2 separate regions of the Mus musculus genome follow, and region 2 is linked to region 1. Evidence: chromatin contacts called from public promoter capture Hi-C data. All regions are on one chromosome and are shown on one strand. The core of a region is the stretch at or near the end of the contact, and the rest is flanking DNA. Distances in the headings are between cores, read along the strand shown. Region 1 holds the start of Gcc1 (golgi coiled coil 1). Region 2 holds the start of Slc35b4 (solute carrier family 35, member B4).

Region 1 (7,526 bases), core at 3,950-6,449:
TTTTTCTCGTGTGTCTTGGGGAACCTATCTTTTGAATGTCCATGTGCACAAAGCTATGATGAACTGCTAAGTAGCTAGGTAAGAGATAGGAAACACTCTGGTTTGAGGAATGAGAAAGGTACTTATAGCCTTAACCATCCTCAGAACTGAGGAAGAAATGGCATTTCCTCCCCCTAGAAGCCCTCCAGGGGAAGCTGAGGAAGAAAAGGGTTCAAGTGCACTGCCCTCCTGGATTCAGCTGCTTTCTGCCTCTCCCACACCGTCTTTCTGTGCCCACAGTAACTCAGCTTCCCAACTTCCAGGCAACAGACAACACCGGGTACAAACCACAGCAAATTTATTACTCAATATCCAGTTCCACGTCATAGCACCACCCGGAGCCCTCACTTTCCTCCCCCCAAAACCTGGCCCCAAGGGTACCCCCAAAACAAAAAAAAAGAAAGAAAAAAAAGAAAAAAAAATCAAAAAACCAAAACCAAAACCAAATTAAATCCAGATCCCTGCTCCTCCCCTGGAAGAGGGGGCCTTGGCCAGGAAGCCCATCCACAGGTCCCAGCAGGCAGGAGAGCAGAGCCCTCTGTGCCCAGAGAGCAAGGCTCCAGGCTCCAACGACAAGAGAGAGCATGCAGGCAGGCGCAGGAGCAGAGGCCTGTCTGTGGGGAGGAAGAGTGGGGAGGAAGGGCACTGCCTGAGGAGTCCGGGAGTCTGGTCATCCCGGGATGCACGCGGGAGCTTCCGGGCAGCAGGGGCCTGCCCCTGGCTGGCTAGCGCTTTGACAGCTCGTGGGACAGCCAGTCCAGCCCATCATACAGGCCTGTGCCTTGGGTGGCACAGGTGGCCTGGACGTACCACTGTAGGGACAGAGAGAAGGAGATCAGTCTCAGGGAAGAGAACTCTTCCTTGTGCTAAGCAAAGATGACAAAAATTCCAACAGAAAACAAAAGAACAAGTAACACAAGATGCTATTTCTCTTTAGCATAGACAACCCCTCTCTTTCTTCTCTGTCCAGCGGGCCCAGGAGAGCACGGGGCCCAGTGCCGAGGGGACGTGAGCCTTACCGTGCGGCTACGCAGGTGCTGAAGGCCCAGCTTGTCAGTCAGCTCGCTCACGGGCATGGCATTGGGCATGTCCTGCTTGTTGGCAAACACCAGCAGCACCGCATCCCGGAGCTCATCCTCCTGCAGCTGAGGGGAGAAGGGAGAGTGGGACCTGTGGTTTCAAGGCCCCCCGGCTGACTGCACTGCTGGGGAGCTCCCATTTCAAACCTCCAGAGTCTTTGTAGGAAAAAGACAGTGAACTGTGTAGTTCATTGCTGAACGTCAACACGGCTCTAAGTAAGCTCCAGCCCCCTAAACTTTACCTCTACAAAAAAACTGAACTATCCTAATTTAAGAACTTGTGCTAAGCAAAGATGACAAAAATTCCAACAGAAAACAAAAGAACAAGTAACACGAGATGCTATTTCTCTTTAGCATAGACAACCCCTCTCTTTCTCCCAACTCCGTAGACTTGGATGGAAAGGATTTAAATTAAAAAGTCCTGTCTAAAGTAGATAAGATAGGACTTATCTAGTGCCATGACAGAAAACCTCCTGCCCTTAGTGTTCTGGACTTCCTACCACCCCCCGGAGGACTCTGTCCAAAAGCCCAGGGCTCGGTTCCCAGAGCTCGGTATTTACCATCTTCTGGAGTTCATCAGCAGACTCCTGGACCCGCTCCCGGTCGTTGCTGTCTACCACAAAGATGAGGCCCTGGGTGGGAAGGAAGAAAGGAAGCAGAAGGGGTCACTCCTACCTAGGTCCCACCCTCACCTGGCCTGGTCTCACTTCTCCCATCTTGAGTTGTATTAGCCTTTCTTATCTGGTAAACTTCTAGTCTGCAGAGACCACTGAGGGAGGGAGGGAGGGAGCGAGGGAAAAGCTGTGTTGTTGAGAACTACAGAAGACAGCATGGCCCTAGAACTCTGCTTCCCAGAATAAGGTGAGGGTGAATTCTTAAGCTTAGCAAAGATGAGAGCGGTGACAGCCCAGTCGTGGTCTAACTCAAGCCCTCTCCCAGGGGTTGTCTCCCCCACCTCCCAACCCAACTGCACCTGAGTGTTCTGGAAGTAGTGCCGCCACAGAGGCCGAATCTTATCCTGGCCTCCAACATCCCACACTGTGAAACAGATGTTCTTATATTCCACTGTTTCCACATTGAAGCCTGCAGGAAAAACCATTTTTTTTTTTTTTTGAGTGAAGAGGGTAAAAAACAGGTCCTCAAAGGAACTCACTAAAACCACTCCGATCTCTGCAAAGGACACAAATCCAGAAGGCAATGACCACCAAGGCCAAGGGGAATAGAATCCAGAGGACCGGAGGTCAACAGATATGCTAGGCTCATGGTCCACGCCTCAGGCACCATCAGGCGCTTAGAGATACGGTGACCCATTTCTCAAGTAGCTGTATCTGGTGTCAGGGTCAGGGACAGATAAGGGCCTAGGCAGAAGTGGGAGCAGACCCCGACAAGGCTCAAAGCGACATTCCTGCTTCCCGCTCCTTGTCCTGGACTCACCTATAGTGGGGATGGTGGTGACAATCTCCCCCAACTTCAGTTTGTACAGGATGGTAGTCTTGCCAGCCGCATCCAAGCCAACTGCAACGGAGAAGGGGGGGGGGGGGGGCAAAGAATGGAGACGGGAGCGAGGGAGCCCCCTAGAGCCCAGGGACAGGGAGAGGCCTGGCCAGCTGATGGTGATGGGGGCGGAGAGCAGGAGGGCCTCCAGGTGCGCGCTCTTCTCCACCTTCCGGGCCTTGAGGGCAGTCTGGGTGGCGAGTGCCAACTCCTGCCCCTCAAGTGCCCGAGGGGCGAGAGGGGCTAGGGAGGTAGGGGACCTGGGAGGAAGGCCGCGTTCCTTTGAAAAGTCGTTTCCAAGGGCGGAATCCTCCCTTCTTAGCAGCCGGGCTGGGGCGGAGGAAGCGTCACCCCACCCAGGCCCCAGCTCCGGGTTTCAGGCCCAGGGCCGACACTGCAGATCCTGGTTTGCACGGGAGCGCGGCCCCCAGAGGCTTTGGCGGTGGGGTGTCTCGGGGTCAGGGTACCAGGTGAGCGGGGCTAGAGGGACGCGGGGGCGGGAGGGCTGCGGCGGGGCCGGCGCCCCAAGCGGGCCGCGCGCTCGATCTGCCTCACCCATAAGGATCCGCATCTGCTTCTTCCCGAAGATCCGCGAAAAGAGCGCGGACACCGTGAGGCCCATGGCGGGGCCCGGGGCGGGGGCGCGGGCAGGGGACGCGGGGCGAGGGCTGGAACCGGCCGGCCGCGGGGGGATGGGGCGCAACAGCAGAAGGAGGAGGCGCCGCCGCCGCCGCCGCCGCCACCTCCGCGCGTCCGGGTCCGCCCGACGTCACGTGGCCCCGCCCCTCCGGGTCCGCCCCGGCCCCGCCCCCCAGGCGCGTTTGCGGAAGAACTGAAGTCTAGGGAGGCCTGGCAGCCTGCCTGGGGACCAGGGCTTGGAAGGGGACTTGTTCTGGGTCTCCGGTGACCGCAGGACTTTGCTTTACTCTTAAGTGGTAAACTTGCATTCCTGAGAAGACTTTGATAGAGTCGAAAAGTACATTTAAAAGATTCTCAAAGTAGCTCATTGTCTTTTGTTTTGAAACACTATGTCCACTATGTAGCCTTGGGTGGTCTGGAACTTGCTATGTAGACCAGCCTAGTCTCGAACTCACGGAGATGTGACGGCTGCCTTGGCATCTTGAGTAGATTTTTATTACAGAAATATTTTCTTAAAACCCGTTGTCACTCTTATTTCATCTCTTTCCCTCCCCGCACCCCTCTCACAGGCTTGGTATCTTCATAATGTCACAGGAATCTTATTTTGTTTCTAGCTCCTCCCCACCCTTTTTTTTTTTTTTTTTTCGAGACAGGGTTTCTCTGTATAGCCCTGGTTGTCCTGGAATTCACTTTGTAGACCCGGCTCGCCTCGAACTCAGAAATCCACCTGCCTCTGCCTCCCAAGTGCTGGGATTAAAGGCGTGCGCCACCACGCCTGGCTCCCTCCCCACTTTTATTTCGTGTTCATGTGTGGAGGTGTAGCTCTCAGAGGACAACCTGTGGGAATATGTTCTCTCTTTCCACCGTGTGGGCCCTGGTGATAGAACTCAGGTCAGATCATTGGGCCTGGGTGGAAAGTGCCTTTACTGCTGAGTCGTCTTACAGTCCCCACAAGAGTCTTGATGGAAAAGAAAAAGGAGACTTGATGGTGTGCTCTTGAGATGAAAATCTTTTCATGTCTTGTCACCTAAGGTAAAATCTAAATGCCTTTAAGTTGGGTCCTTTGTTCCAGCCTCATCAGTAGCCACCCTTCTCCCACACCATAAGCTTCCTGGGCAAGTTAGGCTCACTGATGCCTGACGTCCCTATACACCTTTCCACTTTCCTCCATGCTGGTTTCCCACATCTGCATTGAGCTTGGCAGTCTACTCATCTCTCAAACTTCAAATCATTTCCCCTAAGAGTCTCTGTCCTGGCAGGTGCCTCATCTCCTTTATACCACTTCTGCAATGCCCCGACACACTAGTGTGAAGGCAGGAGCTACCTGTTTGAATCTCTGTGTCCTTGCTGTTAGGAGTTTCTTGGGACAAGGCCATGCTTCTTCAGTAGTGCTATCTGGCATAGCATGTAGTATGTTGAGAGGCAGACTGAGATAGGACTCCTAAACTTCCTAGCTGAGTGACATTGGACATGTTACCCCTCTGTACATTTTACTCTATGTTCCCGTAAGTGTAACTCTTGTGACACAGCCCTGACCCCAGCATATGCTGGTATGCAAGATGGGCCTTATGGCTATATAATGCCCCTTTTACTAATCAGAACTAAGGGAGGGAGCTATTATGCTTTACGTTAACCAGGTACCGGCCTCGTTTTCCTAGTATGAGTCCTAACTGTTGCCCCAAATGTTGGACATTGCCCCAAATAGTTTGATGCGTCTTTCATCTATGTTTTTGGGGCAAATGCAGTGCGACGTCGCCCCCTGTCGCTCACTGGTGGTAGCTTGAGGGCAAAGTTAGGCATCTCCAAACCACTGCTCAGGTGCTTGCTCTAGACTTACCTACGGGTTACTCCCTCTCCAGGCCACCAGCAGACACGGTGCGGAAGCCCCACCCATCTCACGCCCACGGCGGGGCGGGGTCTGTGGCGTTTTGCTGCCGTCACTTCCAGGAGACCCGGAAGCGGTGCTGTTCCAGTTGTTGGGAAATCGTGATGGAACCCGGCTTAGTGTAAACCCTGGGCTTATCGTGGGCGGAGGGAGGCGGGTCTAGGTTGCGGTGGCCACAGGAGCGGCTAGGGCGGGACAGGCTCAGGGCCTGTACTGGAGAGCCTAGGCTGACTGCTCCTGCTAGGTCAGCGTCACTCCGCCTCCAGGTTGGAACTGGCTCCCACCTTCGGCCTGGCTCCTGCAGTGCTTTTGCCTGGCCACCGCGGCCCCTCATCCCGCCCGGACCGCTGGACGGACCGGGTGTATTGCCTGCAGCCAGACGGTTCTCTCTGCTTCACTTTTAGCTGTCCCTGTGGCTCTGCCCAGGGCTGCAAGAACGTTGACGTGGAGCGGTCCACGCCAGAACCCCCATGGAGAAGTTTGGGATGAATTTCGGGGGCGGCCCAAGTAAGAAGGATCTCTTGGAGACCATCGAGACACAGAAAAAGCAGCTTCTCCAGTACCAGGCAAGACTCAAGGATGTGGTGCGTGCCTATAAAAGCCTGCTGAAGGAGAAAGAAGCCCTGGAGGCCAGCATCAAGGTACTGTCGGTATCCCACGAGGCGGATGTAGGCCTCTCAGGTGTGCAGCCTCCAGGTCTCACGTTTCCTGATTCTGTGGATGACCGGTGCTCCACTCACAGTGAGGACAGCACCGGAACTGCCACTAGCTTGGATACCGCAGCCAGTCTTACAAGTGTCAAGGGTGAATTTGGGGTTGAAGATGACAGAGCGGCCCGTGGACCACTTCCCCCAAAGTCTGAAGAGGCCAGTGGGTCAGAGAGTGGCGTTAGTAGTAGCAGTGGGGATGGGCCATCTGCCGGTAGTGAGATGGACAAAAGAGTGCATCAGCTGAAGACTCAGTTGGCCACTTTGACTAGCTCCTTGGCGACAGTCACTCAGGAAAAGTCCCGTATGGAGGCGTCTTACCTGGCGGATAAGAAGAAGATGAAGCAGGACTTAGAGGATGCCAATAAAAAGGCAGAGGAAGAGCGGGGTCGCCTGGAGGGAGACTTGAAGGTGCTGCAAGAGCAGATAGCAGAAACCAAAGCCCGCCTCATTACACAGCAGCACGATCGTGCCCAGGAGCAGAGTGACCATGCCTTGATGCTGCGCGAGCTTCAGAAGCTCTTGCAGGAGGAGAGGACCCAGCGCCAGGACCTGGAACTTCGCTTAGAAGAGACCAGAGAAGCCTTGGCAGGGCGGGCATATGCCGCTGATCAGGTCGAAGGGTTTGAACTGCAGACCAAGCAGCTGACCCGAGAGGTAGAGGAGCTGAAAGGTGAGCTGCAAACCATTCGAGATGAGAAGAACCGACCAGACCCCCGGCTGCAGGAGCTTCAGCAAGAGGCTGCCCGTCTTAAAAGCCATTTCCAGGCCCAATTGCAGCAAGAAATGAGGAAGGTAATTATTCTCATATCCTTCAAATAGTCATTTTAGCTTACATAGGAAATTATTATTTTTCTCTTCTGGTCATTAGATAACTGTAATGCATCCCTATGTGTGTGTGTGTGTGTGTGTGTGTGTGTGTTTGTTTCTCTGTGTGTGTTTTCATGAGGCAGGGTCTTACCATGTAACCCAGTCTGCCCTTGAACTCACAGGGATTTGCCTGCTTTTCCATACCAAGTGCTAGGATTAAGGGCACCCCTCTCCCCACTTAAGGCAGGGTCTTGTTTTAGTCAAGGGATGCCTGGTGAGATAGCGTGAGTTGTTAGTGTGAGTACTGGGACTTTGGTCTGGTTCCACATTCCCAACATGCATAGTGATATTTGATGCCAAGTGAAAAAATTGCATCAGTGAGTCCCGTGAAGTGTGGCTTTGTGTGGTGTCCTTCTAACAGGATGAAGAGTTCCTGAGTATTTCTGGGTTCAAGCCAGATAGCTCTATCTAGGCCTTGGGTGTTGGCATCTTACCAGCTGTGCTGCTTGAGGTGATACAGTGACAGCTGTGTAGGGAAAGCTTGTGTGTATCCTGAGAAGTGTGTGCTTCTAGGTAAGGTGACTGGAGGAAGCAAAGGGGATTTTCCCCAGAAGAAATGCCTTGTGTATACGCTCAGGTGAGGTTTGCCTCAACTGTTTTATAGTGTTCCCTTTCAGTAGAGAGAGGGATCTAGGTTGGGTTTGAATTTACAGGCATGTTGGGAAAGGGAAAGAATGTTACACGGTTTCTTTAAATGATTTGGCTAACAGAAACATACTTTGTATTCAAGCTTAATGAAGAATGGAAAACTATGGTAGAAAGGGCACTTCAGTTAAAAATCCCCAGTTCCCACTTGTTCTGGGTTATTCCAAG
Region 2 (6,709 bases), core at 1,859-4,358, 5.8 Mb before region 1:
CAGTTTTTCTTGGGTGTGTTGTCCCTGGTATGTTGATCATGCCTAGTGGGTGGCCCCTGACCATTCATATGTAGACTGCATCGCATCAATGTGTTTCAATGGGTTTCATATAAGAGTATACAAAGTTGGAAGGGGGACAAGTGTGCTGAGTTTCATGCTCTGGACAAGGGGTGGAGGTACATATTTAACACAGCAAAGCAGACCTGGCCTCCAGGTTTTCCCAGCATCCCCCAGTCCCTACCGGGCATATCCCATCCCCAACCCTGGACTTTCCAGCCCAGGGGCTGGGCTGTCCTTCCCTAGGAGGTTTTTCTATTCATTATCCATTGGTCTCAGCTTTTCCCCCTCCCTCTTTCCTTCTCTCTACCAGCATACTTTCTCTTTTTCTCTCCCCCTTCCCCTTTCTCTCCCTTCCCATGGCAACTTCCCTAGCCTCCTACTTTGGGGCCCAGTGTACTTGGCCTCCCGAGAGCAGTTTCCCAATAAGCCTGTATTTATATATATTTTAATTGGGCTTGAATTTGCTCATTTCTCTGGCGGAAAAATAATCTTTTAAGGTGCAGGATACATGAAGAGTTAAGGAAGGAGGGAGGGGTAAGTATGATTGAATAATTGTATGCATGTATGAAATTCTAAAAAATATATTAAAGGCATTTTAAAGTAGACTAAGAATATTCATTACTACTTGAAGACATTTGTCATTAAAATGAAGAAAAAGAAAAATAAACTTTCCTTACTTCTTTCTTTCTTTTGCTTTGGTGGGGCTTTTTGCTGGTTGGTTGGCTGGTTGGCTGGTTGGCTGGTTGGCTGGTTGGCTGGTTGGCTGGTTGGCTGGTTGGTTAGCTGGTTCGGTCTGGTTGGGTCTTTAGCATGCTTGCAGGCTAAGGAGAAGAAGGAATTCACAGATAGTTTTGTTGGCCTGAATTCTCTGAACCAGTGAGGGCAGGAATAGAGCAGTTTCTAGAGTGAGTTAATGAATAGTCTTCTACTCACTAGAGTGTGGCCCACAGACCAGGAGACCTGGCACGAACTCAAAGCTTGTTAGAAATGTTTAACCTGTGTTTAGTTTGTAGAAGAACCCAGAGTCAGCATTTGAACAAGAGCCCAGGTCATCGATATGTATAGTAAATATATTCTTACTAAAAACTGGGATAGGTTAAGACAGAAATACGGAGGAAGATCCAGAGCATATGCAGACACTCAGACTCCTTCTTCGTTCATTTACTTAAGTCTGTTTTGATTTTTATCTGAGACTCAGGAAGAGATGATTAGAACGCCCTTCAAGTACTTCCAAGTTTGGTGTGTGCATGGGAGCGGTAGATGAGAAGTGAAGCTTTGTGTGCCGTGAAATAATCTCCAGTCCAATCAGAGCTAAGGCTCAGCTTTTCTCTAGCCAGAAGCATCTACAGATGTCACCGCTTAGACATCAAACTTAGGTGTCTTCCTTATTTGGTTGGCAGTGGCTCTGATATTTTTGGGCTTAGTTTCGTGGTTCAGCAAATTGTTAAAGTCTCTCATGTGGCTCTATCATGTAGCCAGGCTTGAGAACTGAACTAAGTCAAAGTGAGGCTTCCCAGCCTTGGAGTTTCAATGACAGATGATCCTGGGTTCCATTCCCTATGGATTTCAGTTTAATCAGGCTGAGGTGACACTTTAAAGATGACCTACTGATGTCACTGACTCCGTCCCTCTAAGTACTTCCCCTTCCTCAACAGCTCTCAGCTTCAGCTACAGAAATCACCCGGGGAAACTCTGAGAATGCCAACGTTCAAGCACTCCAGTCAAAACTGGCCATACCTGGATGGGAGAGATGCTTTTGTGGTTGAGAGCACTGGCTGCTCTGGCAGAGAACCCAGGTTCAACTTGGAGCACTCAGGGAATGGCTTACAACCTCTGAAACTCCAGCTCTAGATCGGATGCCTTTGTCTGGCCTCTGAGCGCACCTGAAAGACATATGCTGCGCACATACAATGCTCACGTCAGCATTTAAGTGTTGAAAGGAAGCACGTGCCTTTTACCCTTCAGCTGAAGTCTTGTGGCATCAGTTACTGAGCCTCTTGGTGTTCACTCCGATTCAACAGCAATAGCAAGAAAGACTGCATGGTGACCATCAACTATGTACATAGGCCAGTGCCTTTGTGTTCTGTGTTTGTACACCTAGCAAGACCAGTTTTTCATAGATGCGATGAATTAACAGCCCTATTTCTTCCTATTATGTAAGACTAGTGCTACTGCTCAGAACTGTGCCCCTTCATACGTGTGATTGCATCAGCAGTGACACCACATGATGGGAGGCAATTTAGGGGATAAACATAAACACTCCGAAGTTTTCCTCAAGATTCACAACTAACTTGCCAGTGGCTTCCCCAACTTGTGACCCAGAGATCTCATCAGAATCCTGGCGCCTGCATGCTCTAAATGATGGTTACTGAGCACAATTTTTATTTGTGGTCCTGAACTTTGAATTTTCAATAAGCTCTAGTGCATTCTGAAATTGGGAATGTCTGTCTTTCAAAGGAGACTAGAAACAAGAACTATGGCAAAAAGAATGCCTTTTATCAGTTAAATTCAATATTTAATGAGCACCTTAAGCTGGCAAAATGCCAGCACAAGACATGTGTTCAGTGTCTCTACAAAAATCACGACATAAAGCAATACATTTACTGTATTAGTCTATTCTACAACAACTATTAGTAAGACAGGCCTATCTTCCCCTGTGATGAGAGTGGAGTACTAAGCCAATGCTCTAAACAGGCAGTTTAAGCCAAGGCTCAATCTCAAAACTTTTAGGTTCGCTGTTGTCCTAGAATTCGGTTTAGATGTTACAGGAATTTCTACATTCTCTCAGTTGCAGGTGAGTTGTTACAGATGCTAGAATACTCTAATGAGAAGTCAGTTACAGGGAGCACACAAGCTATTTCGTTGAATCCCATTCCAACCTTTATGGTACTGAACACGAACAGCATTGGGACTTCATTTCCCAGAAGGCAGTGCGACACCGACTCACGCGAGCCTTCGGGGGAAACTTGCCTGTTTTTTTCACGCCTGCCGTAAAGGCGCGCGGTCTGCTGGGACATGTAGTTTGGTTAGCCCTAGGACGCCCCCTCAAATGAATGGGACCGGGTATGACTGAGAACTACAGCTCCTGGTCTGGCCGCGTCGGTGGCAGCTGCGGAGGAAGAGTTGATCAAGACGGCCCTCAGGGAGGGAACCGCTGGCGGTGGTGATGTTGCGCGCGGATTTTCTAGGGTAGCGAACTGAAAGGGCGCTTTTTCTGCGCGCTGGCTCCCCGTGCCCCGCACCGGCCATGCGCCCGGCCTTCGCGGTGGGCCTGGTGTTCGCAGGCTGCTGCAGTAATGTGATCTTCCTAGAGCTGCTGGCCCGGTGAGTGACCCTCTCGGGCCGCGCCCGGGTTCTCGAAGCTGGTCCGGGGTTGCTAGCCCTGGCCGCCTCCCTAGTGCGCTGCACGGGATACCCACGCAGTCAGCTACTCTGCAGCCCTGGCACTCCTCCATTCGTTAGCATCCAGGTGACAGGAACATCCAGAGTGCTGCTGTCGGCATCTCCAAGCCACACTTTGGGGAGTTTGAAGCCTGGAGACTTTCTCACGTGACCGATCCTAGGTCTCTAGGAGCACCCTCTCCAACTACTACTCATCCAACTCTAGCACCTTTCGCTGACCAGTGAATGAATGACACGTGTCTGTCTGGAGCAAAACTTTTCTCACAGAAAGTTTTGTGTGTGTGTGTGTGTGTGTGTGTGTGTGTGTGTGTGTGTTGACATGTTTTGCGAAACATTTGTTTTTGTTGGTCGTAGAGATAGATGGTTGTGAGCACTTGGCTTAGACTCATATGTGAGTGATGTGGTGCAGATAACAACTGAGCTGTCACCATGGTCCCTGGGCATTTCGCACATCACAGTCTTTCGTTGAGAAGCGTGCTCTTTGAAGTGTAGATTGGGAACAGGATTGGCTTTGTGGTGTGGTGTCTTGCAAATAACGTTGGGTAACTATGTGCAAAGTTCAGTAGGCAGAAGTTAGAAAAGAGACAGGAGATGAACTGGAAAACGATTAGGACTAAACAGCTCCAGTTAGTTATTTAAGGTTTGGAGCTTCGGTCTCCTTTTTCAGACAGTTCAATACTCAGTTCAGAGTCACTAGCTACAGGTTTCTATCTATATACTGCTTAGGGCAACCCTGTGACCAAGAGTTACATTGTTTTGTTGAAAGTGAAACAGATGCAAAGTTGGGCATCTTTTCACTATTTGGAAGTGGCAGAGCAAAAATGGGCTGGACTGTATCTGTCTAAGCTCCTAGCCCAGTAACATTTCCAGATGCCTTCCATTTTTGAACTTGAGTTTTGAACATGGTGTGATGTCTGTTGGAAATTTATCCTGTTTGATACTGTTGGTTTGAATCCTTCAGAAGTAAGCAGTTTATTTATGATCAAGTCTGTATGTGTTATAGTTTGCTTTTAGAGAGCTTACCGTTTTATTATGCAGAGTGTTGATGAAGATCGATTGTCTTGGGAGTGGACAGGAAGATGAAAATGAAAAAGAAGTTTCTGGATACACTTCAAAGGCAGAAAACTTTGGAATTCAATCTATTTAATATATTTTTAAATAAGAAAGTGATATATATTCAGGCTAGCTATAGAAACAAAGTCAGATAATTGCATTGAATATGCCACTAAATTATGTGAAACCTGTGTGTTCTAGCTTGTGAGCTCTTGGCTAAAACACTTTTCTCAACCATCAGAGGGGTGGGTGATAACAGCTTCATCCCCATGGATTTTGAAGGTGAATGAGAAATGCCTACCTCACGTTGGTGACTTCCCTAGCCTTCTCCCTTACAATTTGTCTCAGTGCAGGCGTACGTTGTTTTTGTGAGGGTCCAGAAAAGTTCTGTGTGTATCCAGAAATGGATTCCTTTCTCTTTATAAAGTCTTTTCATTCTTTATAGGAACTTTTATTTAGAATTTTATTAGGATCAATTTGTAAATGAATCCAAATTCCTTATTTAACTTTACATATATATAAATCTGCATTTTTGCATACAACTGAGGGTTTTCCTTAAGACGTAAGGAAGTGGGCTTATTAATGCAATGTATAGTACATTAGACTGATAACAACGTATGCCTGATTTGCTTAAGTAAACTCTTCACACTGTCGAGCCGTGAAAGCCGACCCGATTCGTCCAGATAGCCTTTAAAGTTCCTTCTAGATATGATCTTGAGATTTGTGGCTTTAATCTTGAGAAATCACCGTAGAAACTTCTCAGAAAAGCAGAAGCTGTGCTTTTTAAATGGCTTCCTTGGAACACTCAGGTGTTAACTCTAAATACAAAGGCTGCAAAGACTTGTTGAAAGAAGGGAGTGTTGAGCCATTTCCCCCCCAGTTGAAAAACAGATTCAGTTTCTTCTTGCTGACCTTTGTAGACCTAGAATTGGTGCCAGTGATAAGGTGCAAACCTTGTGCACTGCGTAAGCAGCTACACAGTAGTGAGTGAGGTCTTGATTCCCTTCTTAAGGAGCTTATGGTCAACCTTGAAAGCATGATACATATGTGTATATGCTATACACACACACACACACACACACACACACACACATACACATAGAGAGCTAATGAAGCAGGTAAGGTATTGTGTGTCTTAACATCAGGATAACAATCTGAAAGATTTTATTTTTCCCTTTAAGACATGATGGTGAATTCAATAAGAAAGTTTTATATCCAGGAAAGAAAGGAGGTGAAAACGTCTGCCCAAGTCATTCCTTTCAAAGTTGCTGGGTTGTTTGTTTGTTTTTTTTTTTTAATTGAAATTTGAATTTTTGCCAAAGAAAGTCCTAAGTAAGAGAAGGTGTCTGCAATTAATGATTATAAGTCTTAAATAAAGCTTAAGAGAAGGAAAGATTCTGGGAAAGCATTTCAAGTTTTTATTTATTAGAACTTTATTTATTCGCTTTAAAGCGATTTATTCCAGCTAACAGAACCCTTTTCCTTGAGCCGTGCCAGCAGTGTGTCCCTAAGATGCTCTCCGAGTTAGCTTAAAGGAGTGTTGAATGTCGGATCGTAGGAAGGCATCACGCACCTCCTATGCAAAGACAAAAAGTAGACTAGAGTTATCAGAGGACCCCATGGGAGGGAGAACAGGAATGTGATTCCTGGTGAGATTTCTTCTGGGGCACCCTAAAGTTAGATGGTGGTAATGGTTGCCCATGTAAAGCCTGGTAACAGTAGCACTGATATACCAACCCAAGCCATGCAGTCTGACCTAACACAGTACATGTGACCTCCATGTCCTTAGCCATGAACTGTGGATAAGTAAAGGAAAATAGATCAAATGAAGGATACAAGTCTAAACCGCTTAAGCTTTTTAAATCTTTTACACAAATGCTAACATGCCAGAGCACATTTGCTTAAAGTGGTGCCTACTCCCACCCCAAGTAGGTCCTACACAGCTAGAAGTCTTCAAAATAGTGACAGCTGTCCTTTCTCTGCCCCCCCCCTTTTCCCGTGCGTGTGTGTGTGTGTGTGTGTGTGTGTGTGTGTGTGTGTCTGTGCGCGCGCGTGTGCGAGCTCACGCGCACATAGATGAAAGGGACACTGTCCATCTTCTGAGCATTTTATGATGGCACTGTGTTCTTCCTGCTTTCATGCTTGGCTCCCAAGTGCTTGTTTTCTTTTTCTCGAGGGCAGGGATCCAGGTCGT

Evidence for each region. Promoter capture Hi-C pulls out the DNA fragments that hold promoters and counts their contacts.
Region 2: a promoter capture Hi-C map of liver shows a contact between it and region 1, with 4 times the contacts expected there. The contact joins the promoter of Slc35b4 here to the promoter of Gcc1 in region 1. A contact is called at or near these places in 2 of 39 promoter capture datasets (liver and pre-B cells).

Annotation. Positions count from the first base shown.
Region 1 is chr6:28,419,397-28,426,922 of GRCm38.p6, reverse strand. It overlaps Gcc1 (golgi coiled coil 1), which reads left to right and starts at 5,199. Exons shown (of 2, transcript NM_028900.4): 1 at 5,199-6,638. The coding sequence starts at 5,607. Arf5 (ADP-ribosylation factor 5) reads right to left here and starts at 3,319. Exons shown (of 6, transcript NM_007480.2): 1 at 3,168-3,319; 2 at 2,553-2,633; 3 at 2,092-2,201; 4 at 1,679-1,750; 5 at 1,059-1,184; 6 at 321-851. The coding sequence starts at 3,234. The coding sequence ends at 765.
Region 2 is chr6:34,173,453-34,180,161 of GRCm38.p6, reverse strand. Slc35b4 (solute carrier family 35, member B4) reads left to right here and starts at 3,108. Exons shown (of 10, transcript NM_021435.3): 1 at 3,108-3,384. The coding sequence starts at 3,308. Gm13855 (a long non-coding RNA gene) reads right to left here and starts at 3,114. Exons shown (of 3, transcript XR_868963.3): 1 at 2,940-3,114; 2 at 1,798-1,957; 3 at 785-881.